2 separate regions of the Callithrix jacchus genome follow, and region 2 is linked to region 1. Evidence: chromatin contacts called from public Hi-C data. All regions are on one chromosome and are shown on one strand. The core of a region is the stretch at or near the end of the contact, and the rest is flanking DNA. Distances in the headings are between cores, read along the strand shown.

Region 1 (4,375 bases), core at 593-3,092:
CATGTGTGTCCACTTTGACCAAATCCATCAGAGGCACCTGCACCATCTAGCCCTGCCAGCCACTGGCCTGCTCCCACGGTGGGGGTTCCCTCCCAAAGACCCTGAGCGCTTCCTCTCTTCACCTGCTTCCCACCCACACACACTTGGTGCTCCAGCCACAGGCACCCCGCCCAGATCCCTCTGCCATCTCCATACCTTTGGCCATGCCTGGCATGCTGGCACCCTCCTGCCCCCCCCACCCCACCCCAATCCAGCCACCTGCAAACTCCTCCAAGCTCCAGCTCAAGCCTTTACTGCCCTAGGAAGCTTGCCCTGGGAGGCTCGGACAGAAAAGACGCAACCAGCTTACTATTCAGTGAGCCTCTCTCCCTAGCAGGGAAGTAAGGAAGTCCCTGCCACTGAGACCCGACCATCCTGCACAGCAGGGCTGCCAGTCTCCAGCCCACTGTGGCACTCATACTGAGGACAGGGTCATGCCCCTGGTAATTATGACTTCACGTCTATTTAACTGTGTGCCAGGCACTGTGCTAGGAGCCTTGCTCAACTCATCCAATCCTCAGCCTCAGCCTAGAACTCAGACATTCCCGTTATCCAGGGCACAGAGTAGGCACAGCCACAAGCCTGCTGCTGCAAGGGAGGATGACATGGGCAAACACAGGCCGGGATGGGTGAAAGGGTCTCTCAAGGAAATGAGGCGGAGTTGGGCCTGGAAGAGCAGCAGAACATGTGCCCTGCCCTGCCACATGCCTGGATCCCAGAGCAAGATGGAGCCAGCAGCCACCCCTGTCTGTCACCCTGGCCTTCCCTCCAGGACTCCTGGTGAATTCCTTCCCCCAGCCTCTGCGGGCAAGAAATGCCTGCCAGGCAGATGGCCTTTCTGGATAGCCTTATCCTGCCTACTGCGGCCTCACCAGAGGACCAGGCCAAGGCTAGGGGCGGCTCCTGCCTCCACAGGACAGGGCAGCTGCAAAGGTGGGCTCTGGACCGGGGTCCCTCAGTCCTAGCTTCTCCTGCTTGCCCAGCCAATGTGGCAGACAGGCCCTGGGCCAGGCAGGGGCTCACCATGAGAGAAAGACAGTGCCAACCACACAGGCCAGAGGTGCAAACTGAGCCTGGGGAGGGAGAAGCTGACCTCCCAGGTGGTCAGAGGGGGCAGGACCAGCCTCAGCCATTCAGGTGTGAATCCCACCCTCCAACTGCCCCAAGCCTGAGAGCAGTGCCACACCCCCGTCCTTTCTCCCCAGGCTTCCCCCTCCATTACCCCTGCCTGACACCCTATGCTGGCAACCAGAGACTGATTCTGCCCGGCTGCCCCCAGCTCCTTGAACATGCAGCCTGGGTTCCAGAAGGAGGTCATATGGCCCGTCAGAGACCACCAGGGAAGCATCACAGACTGCAGCCAGCCGGCGAGTTCAGCTACGGGTTTGCACCAAGCCTGGCTCCAGAGTGAGGCCTGGCTGATGCAGGCTGGGACCACCCTGCCTGGACCAGCAGTATGGGTAAGTCCTGGGGCTCAGAGAGGGGCTGGGAAGGCCAAAGGCAAGACGAGGACCCGTTATCGCAAGACATAGTGTCGACCTGACTTGCTGGGAGAAGCTCACAATTAACAACCCCATGGCCACGGGAGGCCAGAGTGGGAGCTGGAAGGCTCTGGACGCCAGAGCTTTGGGTGCCCGGCCCTCCTCGGGCTGGTGTTCGCCTGTAAGTGTTGCTTCGGCTGTTCAAGCACAGATGCCCCTCCTTGCCCACTGGTAAACAGCTGCTGCCACCTCCAAGACCCACGCACCCTGCATGGCAAGTGACCTCCTGCATCCCCTCTGTGCCTCCCTATTGGTTTAGAATGTCACTCCTGCCAGGGCACCTGCTTCCCCAGGCCCACAGCTGGGCTCCTCCACAGACACCGTCTCTGGACAGTGCATTTGTTCTCTGTCTTTGATCAGAAATGGCCATCGCGACCACCATGCTCAGACCTTCGACACCGGCTTGTCTGCACCTGGGGATGGTGAAGCCAGGGAGCTGCCGCGGGCCTGAGGGAGGATGCGAAGCTCCAGGCTGCCCTCTGCTGCCTCCAGAGCGTGCTGCAGTCTTGGCCAACGTGGACTTAAATACAACCTGCTTCGATCTTCAGAAATATTACCCACGAGACCTGCTTTCCCCAAAATGCATTCGGCTGCCCACGCGTGGGATGTTACAGAATAAAGAAAATAGAGATATGCTCCAGATCATGTTCCCAATGCCAAAAATCTCCCCAACTCCCAGGAATCTAGAGTCTTTGAAATGTAGATCATGGAGTAGTATCTTTTTGATAACAGAAGGAAAACTGTTTATGTGAAATGCTTTTTCTCTGCAAATAGCAACTCAAGAAGAGACCAGGAACTATAATCAGAAGGGATTTTTGTCCCGGGGGGAGATTTCTTGCCTGCGTGGTCTAGGTGGGTTGTGGTCTTCCAGTTTCTGCCCCTAAATCCGCATGTGATTGGCTCCACCTCTCAGGGCTGTCACAATACTTCACAAGAGAAATGCGAGAAAGCACGCTTTTAAAGCCGTGTGCACAGCTGCTGGTTTTAATGTCATTATCTTTCAGGGAATTTGTAACTTGTCTCCCAGAGGCTCAATTGTATTGAAAATGTAAGGTCTATTTAATGAAAATTATCAAGGAAGTTCCTGGGGAAAAACTTAAGAGTAGTCAAGCATTAGGCCAGCCCCAGCTCTGCGGTTTGAATAAAGCACAGACTGCAGAAGCCGCATGACGGATCCCAGGCCAGCCCTGCCACTCACTGCCGTGTCCCTGCACAACACACTCAGCTTCTTGAAGCCTCTCTTTCCGTGTCCGTAAAATGGAGCTAATACTGTTCACCGAATGAGACGAGGTGAGTACTGGAAATCATGCCTGGTGTACAGTGAGGGCTGAATACAAGGTTTGTTCTTTTCTTTTTATTCTTTTTTTTTTTTTTTCTAGACAGAATCTGGCTCTGTCCCTCAGGCTGGAGTACACTGGCACGATCTTGGCTCACTGCCGCCTCCACCTCCTGGTTTCAAGTCATTCTCCTGCCGCTGCCGCAGCTGGGATCACAGGCTTACGCCACCATGCCTGGCTAATTTTTGTATTTTTAGTAAAGACATGGTTTTGCCATGTTGGCCAGGCTGGTCTTGAACTCCTGACCACGGGTGATCTACCCACCTTGGCCTCCCGAAGGGCTGGAATTACAGGTGTGAGCCACCACGCCCGGCCATATAAGGTCAGTTCTATTCCTTAATAGATCCCATAAGGAGTTCAAATCTGTGTAATCCGTGATGGGTTGAATTGTGCTTCTCCAAATTTGCATCGGAGTCCTAATCCCCAGCACCTCAGAATATGACCTTATTTGAAACCAGGATCATTGTGATGTGAAGAGTTCAGACGAGGCCATACTGGAGTAGGGTGTGCTGAGATCCAGTGTGAATGTGCCCTCACAAAAAAGGAGAAACGTGGACAAAGACACACACAGCAAGGACACCATGTGTGCTAGGCGTGATGGCTCACACCTGAAATCCCAGCATTCTGGGAGGCAGAGGTGGGCAGACCAAGAGGTGAGAGATTGAGACCAGCCTGGCCAACATGGTGAAACCCCATCTCTACTAAAAATACAAAAATTAGCTGGGCCTGGTGGCACACATCTGTAGTCCCAGCTACTCGGGAGGCCGAGGCAGGAGAATCACTTGAACACGGGAGGCGGAGGTTGCAGAGAGCCAAGATCACACCACTGTACTCCAGCCTGAGTGACAGAGCAAGATTTCAACTCAAAAAAAAAAGAACACCATGTGAAGATGAAGGCAGAGATTGGGGTGATGCTTCTGCACACTAAGGAACATCAAAGACTGCCAGGGAGGCCCCAAAACCGGGGTAAACGGCCTGACATAGATTCCCCCTCACTGCCTTGGAAGGAATGAACCCCACCGACCCCTCCTCTCAGACCTCTGACCTCCACACTGTGAGATGCTGCATTTCTGTTGTGTAGCCACCCAGTCTGTGGTATTATTAGGGCAGCCCTGCTAAACTAATACATAATCCAAGAGAGATTTTAACAGATTGACTATCATTACTGTTGAATACTCTTTACTAATGGGCCCAGGCCAGGCATGGTGGCTCACATCTATAATCCCAGCACTTTGGGTGGCCAAAGAGGGTGGATTGCTTGAGCCCAGGAGTTTGAGACCAGCCTGGGCAACATAGCGAGACCCCATTGCTACAGAAGAATAAACAAAATTAGCTGGGTGTGGTGGCACACACCTGTGGTCCTGGCTACTCAGGGCACTGAGGTGGGAAGATCACTGGGCAGGGGAGGCTGCAGTCAGTCATGAGGGCACTGCTGCACTCTCCACTATCCCTGACAAT
Region 2 (4,375 bases), core at 659-3,158, 160 kb before region 1:
AGGGTTGCTGGGAGATTAAACAAGAAAAATGCAAAGTACTCAGAGACTGCACTCCGATGTACATGGAGAATAAGTGGCAACTCTTATGATTACTCAACCTTTCTGAGCCTCGATTTCTTACTCTGTAGTAGCATGTCATGGCTGATGCTAAATGAAAATGAAGTAAAATTTGCAAAAAGAAGTTTCACTAAATAATACTTCGTGTGATGTATTCTAATATATTCCATTTTATTCCAACTCATTAAAGAAAAAAGAACACTGTCAGTGACCCAGTAAAATTAAATCCATCAACGGACATGCCCTTAAGTTTTAAAAAACCCAGCCTACAGAATACATTTTTAAATACACTTTAGGCTGGGTGCGGTGGCTCACACCAGTAACCCCAGCACTTTGGGAAGCCGGGGTGGCAGGATCATGAGGTCAAGACCACCCTGGCCAACATGGTGAAATCCTGTCTCTACTAAAAATACAAAAATCAGCAGGTGTGGTGGCGAGCACCTGTAATCCCAGCTACTCAGGAGGTTGAGGCAGGAGAATCGCTTGAACCCAGGAGGCAGAGGTTGCAGTGAACCGAGATCACACCATTGCACTCCAGCCTGGTGACAGAGCTAGACTCCATCTCAAAAAAATGAAATAAAGTAAAGAATAAATAGAATTTATATTTTAGAGCAAAATTCAACAGAAAGTACAGAGAATTCCCACATGCTCCCTGTCCCCACAGCTTTCCCCTACCCATCACCATCTCACGAAGGATGGGTGGCTTCCTACAGTGGATCACCCTACATGGACACCCATGTCAGGCACCCAGAGTTTGCATTAGTGTTCACTCTTGCTGGCGAACGTTCTATGGATTTTGATCATCGTATAATGACACATATCCACCATTATGGCATCATACGGAATCATTTCACTGCCCTACAAATCTTCTGCTCTACCTATTCATCCCTCCCTCCAGAATATTTTTCACACAATCTCCAGGCCATAGATGATACTCAGTAATCTGCAGTATGGATGATGCTGACGATGACGGTGGTGAACCGGAGGAGAGAGATGCTGTTAGCAAGCTGCTGTCGTGCTCAGATGAGTGAGGTCAGAAGGACTTTGCAGCTGTGGCTGCAAAGGCTGGAAGAGAGGAAGGTGTGGGACACTGTGCAGGAAGAGACAGGCCTTGGTCGAGGAGTAAGAAACGGGGAAGCAGGAGCCACGGGGACCGAGGGCTCTGGAAGCTAGTGGCCTTGGTGTGGGGCTGCAGAGAGATCGGAGGTGGCAGACAGCAGGGACTTCAAGGCAGAATTGAAATCTGCTGAACCACAGGCATCCCTCTGCTGGGACAGCCAGAAAACTTGGGGTCCGGAGGCCGTCAAGCTGAGCTCTGCTCCCATTCCGCCACGTGACCTCGGCCAAGTCCCTTCCCTTCTACGGGAGGCTGGACTGGATGTCCTCCTCGAACAGCTTTGCCGGGAAGGGGAGCAGTAACACCAACACGGCACGACATTGTTAGGGTCGGGCAGGAAACGCTTCAAGGATCAGGCAGGATTTTCCTCTGAAAAGAAAAGGCAGGCGCGGGTCTAAGACCGGAGGAGGGACCTGGACCTCGGAGTCGCCTACAAAGGGGCTTCCTGGAGCACATTCTCCTGCCCGGCAACAGGCGGCAGCATTCTCTCCCCACCCATCCTCTCCAAACAGCAGCGAGAGGGAACGCCTGCCGCTTCCAGCCCGGTCGCGGCCTCTTGGTGACCCGCTGGGCCCGGGGAGGGGCGGGCGGTCCGCGGTGGCGGCAGCGGGCTCGGCAGCTGTGCCCGTCTGCCCAAGGGTTAACCCGGCCCCTGCAGCTGCCGCGCGTGCCTTGCAGAATTTCACCAGAAGAGGGTACAGTTTGAAAAGCTCCTGACGTCAGGCTGGAATTCCTATTGTGTTTAGAAACGGCTCGCGCAAAGCCAGCCCAAGTTCGCTCTCCGCGCACCTCGAGCACCTCGCGGACGGCGTGGGTCCGTCAGCTCCGGGACCTGCGGCGGCTGCCTGCGCGCCCCGGGGCGAAGGACGGTGCCCGCCGCCCACGAGGAGACCCCGCGCCTGCAGGAGTTGAAGCGGCGGAGCGCGCCGCCCGCCAGCCGGGGTGAGTGCTCCGGGCGAGGCAGGCGGCCGCCGAAGCCCCCGCGGGCGTGCCCCGGCGCCCAGATGCCCGCTCGGAGCCCCCTCGCCGGGTGCATGCCTCCCCCGCGGCGCGCCCCCGCCGGCAGCTGCCCGTTGTGACCGCCCTTCCCCGCAGGCGGGCGCCGGCCGGGCTCTCCCCGAGATCCGCGCACGGGTGGCACCCGCCGGACCCCCGGAGGCGGCGGCGGCGGCGGCGGCGGCAGGGGGCGCGGGGCCGGGGCTGAAAGGGCGCGCGCGCGGGGAGGATGGACGGGTCCGGGGAGCGCAGCCTCCCGGAGCCGGACAGCCAGGGCTCCGCGGCCGGCGACGACATCGAGATAGTCGTCAACGTGGGGGGCGTGCGGCAGGTGCTGTACGGAGACCTCCTCAGCCAGTACCCCGAGACCCGGCTGGCGGAGCTCATCAACTGCTTGGCGGGGGGCTACGATACAATCTTCTCCCTGTGCGACGACTACGACCCTGGCAAGCGCGAGTTCTACTTTGACAGGGACCCAGACGCCTTCAAGTGTGTCATCGAGGTGTACTACTTCGGGGAGGTCCACATGAAGAAGGGCATCTGCCCCATCTGCTTCAAGAACGAGATGGACTTCTGGAAGGTGGACCTTAAGTTCCTGGACGACTGCTGCAAGAGCCACCTGAGCGAAAAGCGCGAGGAGTTGGAGGAAATCGCGCGCCGCGTGCAGCTCATCCTGGACGACCTGGGCGTGGACGCGGCCGAGGGCCGCTGGCGCCGCTGCCAGAAGTGCGTCTGGAAGTTCCTGGAGAAGCCCGAGTCGTCGTGCCCGGCGCGGGTGGTGGCCGTGCTCTCCTTCCTGCTCATTCTTGTCTCGTCTGTGGTCATGTGCATGGGCACCATCCCCGAGCTGCAGGTGCTGGACGCCGAGGGCAACCGTGTGGAGCACCCGACGCTGGAGAACGTGGAGACAGCTTGCATCGGCTGGTTCACCCTGGAGTACCTGTTGCGCCTCTTCTCGTCTCCCAACAAACTGCACTTCGCGCTGTCCTTCATGAACATCGTGGACGTGCTGGCCATCCTCCCCTTCTACGTGAGCCTCACGCTCACGCACCTGGGTGCCCGCATGATGGAGCTGACCAATGTGCAGCAGGCCGTGCAGGCGCTGCGGATCATGCGCATCGCGCGCATCTTCAAGCTGGCCCGCCACTCCTCGGGCCTGCAGACCCTCACCTACGCCCTCAAACGCAGCTTCAAGGAACTGGGGCTACTGCTCATGTACCTGGCAGTGGGGATCTTCGTCTTCTCTGCCCTGGGCTACACCATGGAACAGAGCCACCCAGAGACCCTATTTAAGAGCATTCCCCAGTCCTTCTGGTGGGCCATCATCACCATGACCACCGTCGGCTACGGCGACATCTACCCCAAGACGACGCTGGGCAAGCTCAACGCGGCCATCAGCTTCTTGTGTGGGGTCATCGCCATTGCCCTGCCCATCCACCCCATCATCAACAACTTTGTCAGGTACTACAACAAGCAGCGCGTCCTGGAGACGGCGGCCAAGCACGAGCTGGAGCTGATGGAGCTCAACTCCAGCAGTGGGGGCGAGGGCAAGACTGGGGGCTCCCGCAGTGACCTGGACAACCTCCCTCCAGAGCCTGCGGGGAAGGAGGCGCCGAGCTGCAGCAGCCGGCTGAAGCTCTCCCACAGCGACACCTTCATCCCCCTGCTGACCGAGGAGAAGCACCATAGGACCCGGCTCCAGAGTTGCAAGTGACAGGAGGGCCCCACAGGCAGAAATGGACCGGACGGTGTACGGATGGATGGGTGTGGCAGGCATGTCACTGACAGCACAGAAGGGCTGTCCTGTGTCCCCCAACCCTCCCCTGGAAAGACTCTGAAGGCCCTCGCGGCACTTCTGCCAAGGCTGGGTAAGACTCCTCTGTGTTGCCTGCTGTCCCGGAGCAGGGGAGGGAGGGGCGTGCAGGAGCCACAGGGCAGTGTGGGGCGAGTGGAGGCTGTGGCCTGGCTGGCGCGGGAGCCCGCACGCGCTTCTGTATCTCCCTCAATAAAGCCTCCTGCTCTGTGCAAACTCCGTGTTGTAGGTTCTGTCACAGGCTGGCTGTCACCCCCAAGAGTAGTGCAGGCACAACCCAGTGCCAAGCCAGGAGGTAGGTGTGCAGCCCCAGGGGGGTGGGGAAGCTATTTTTAGTTGAGAATTAATTAAAGAAGGGCTCATAGGCAGTTTCGGCGCCAAGGAGCCTTGCC

The links. Hi-C and Micro-C count contacts between places; a contact is called where the count stands out from the background.
Region 2: a contact with region 1 is called in a Hi-C map of induced pluripotent stem cells, with 3 times the contacts expected there. The contact joins the promoter of KCNF1 here to the enhancer-like site in region 1. A contact is called at or near these places in 2 of 3 Hi-C or Micro-C datasets (induced pluripotent stem cells and skeletal muscle).

The regions. Positions count from the first base shown.
Region 1 is chr14:103,912,303-103,916,677 of calJac240_pri, reverse strand. It overlaps the pseudogene LOC118147180. Among named protein-coding and RNA genes, the nearest start is that of CIMIP5, 10 kb to the right of the region's middle. Within about 2 kb of position 1,842, at least 2 of the 16 cell types and tissues checked have an H3K27ac peak or open chromatin away from gene starts, as enhancers often do.
Region 2 is chr14:104,077,268-104,081,642 of calJac240_pri, reverse strand. KCNF1 (potassium voltage-gated channel modifier subfamily F member 1) reads left to right here and starts at 1,908. Exons shown (of 1, transcript XM_002758029.7): 1 at 1,908-4,199. The coding sequence starts at 2,400. The coding sequence ends at 3,884.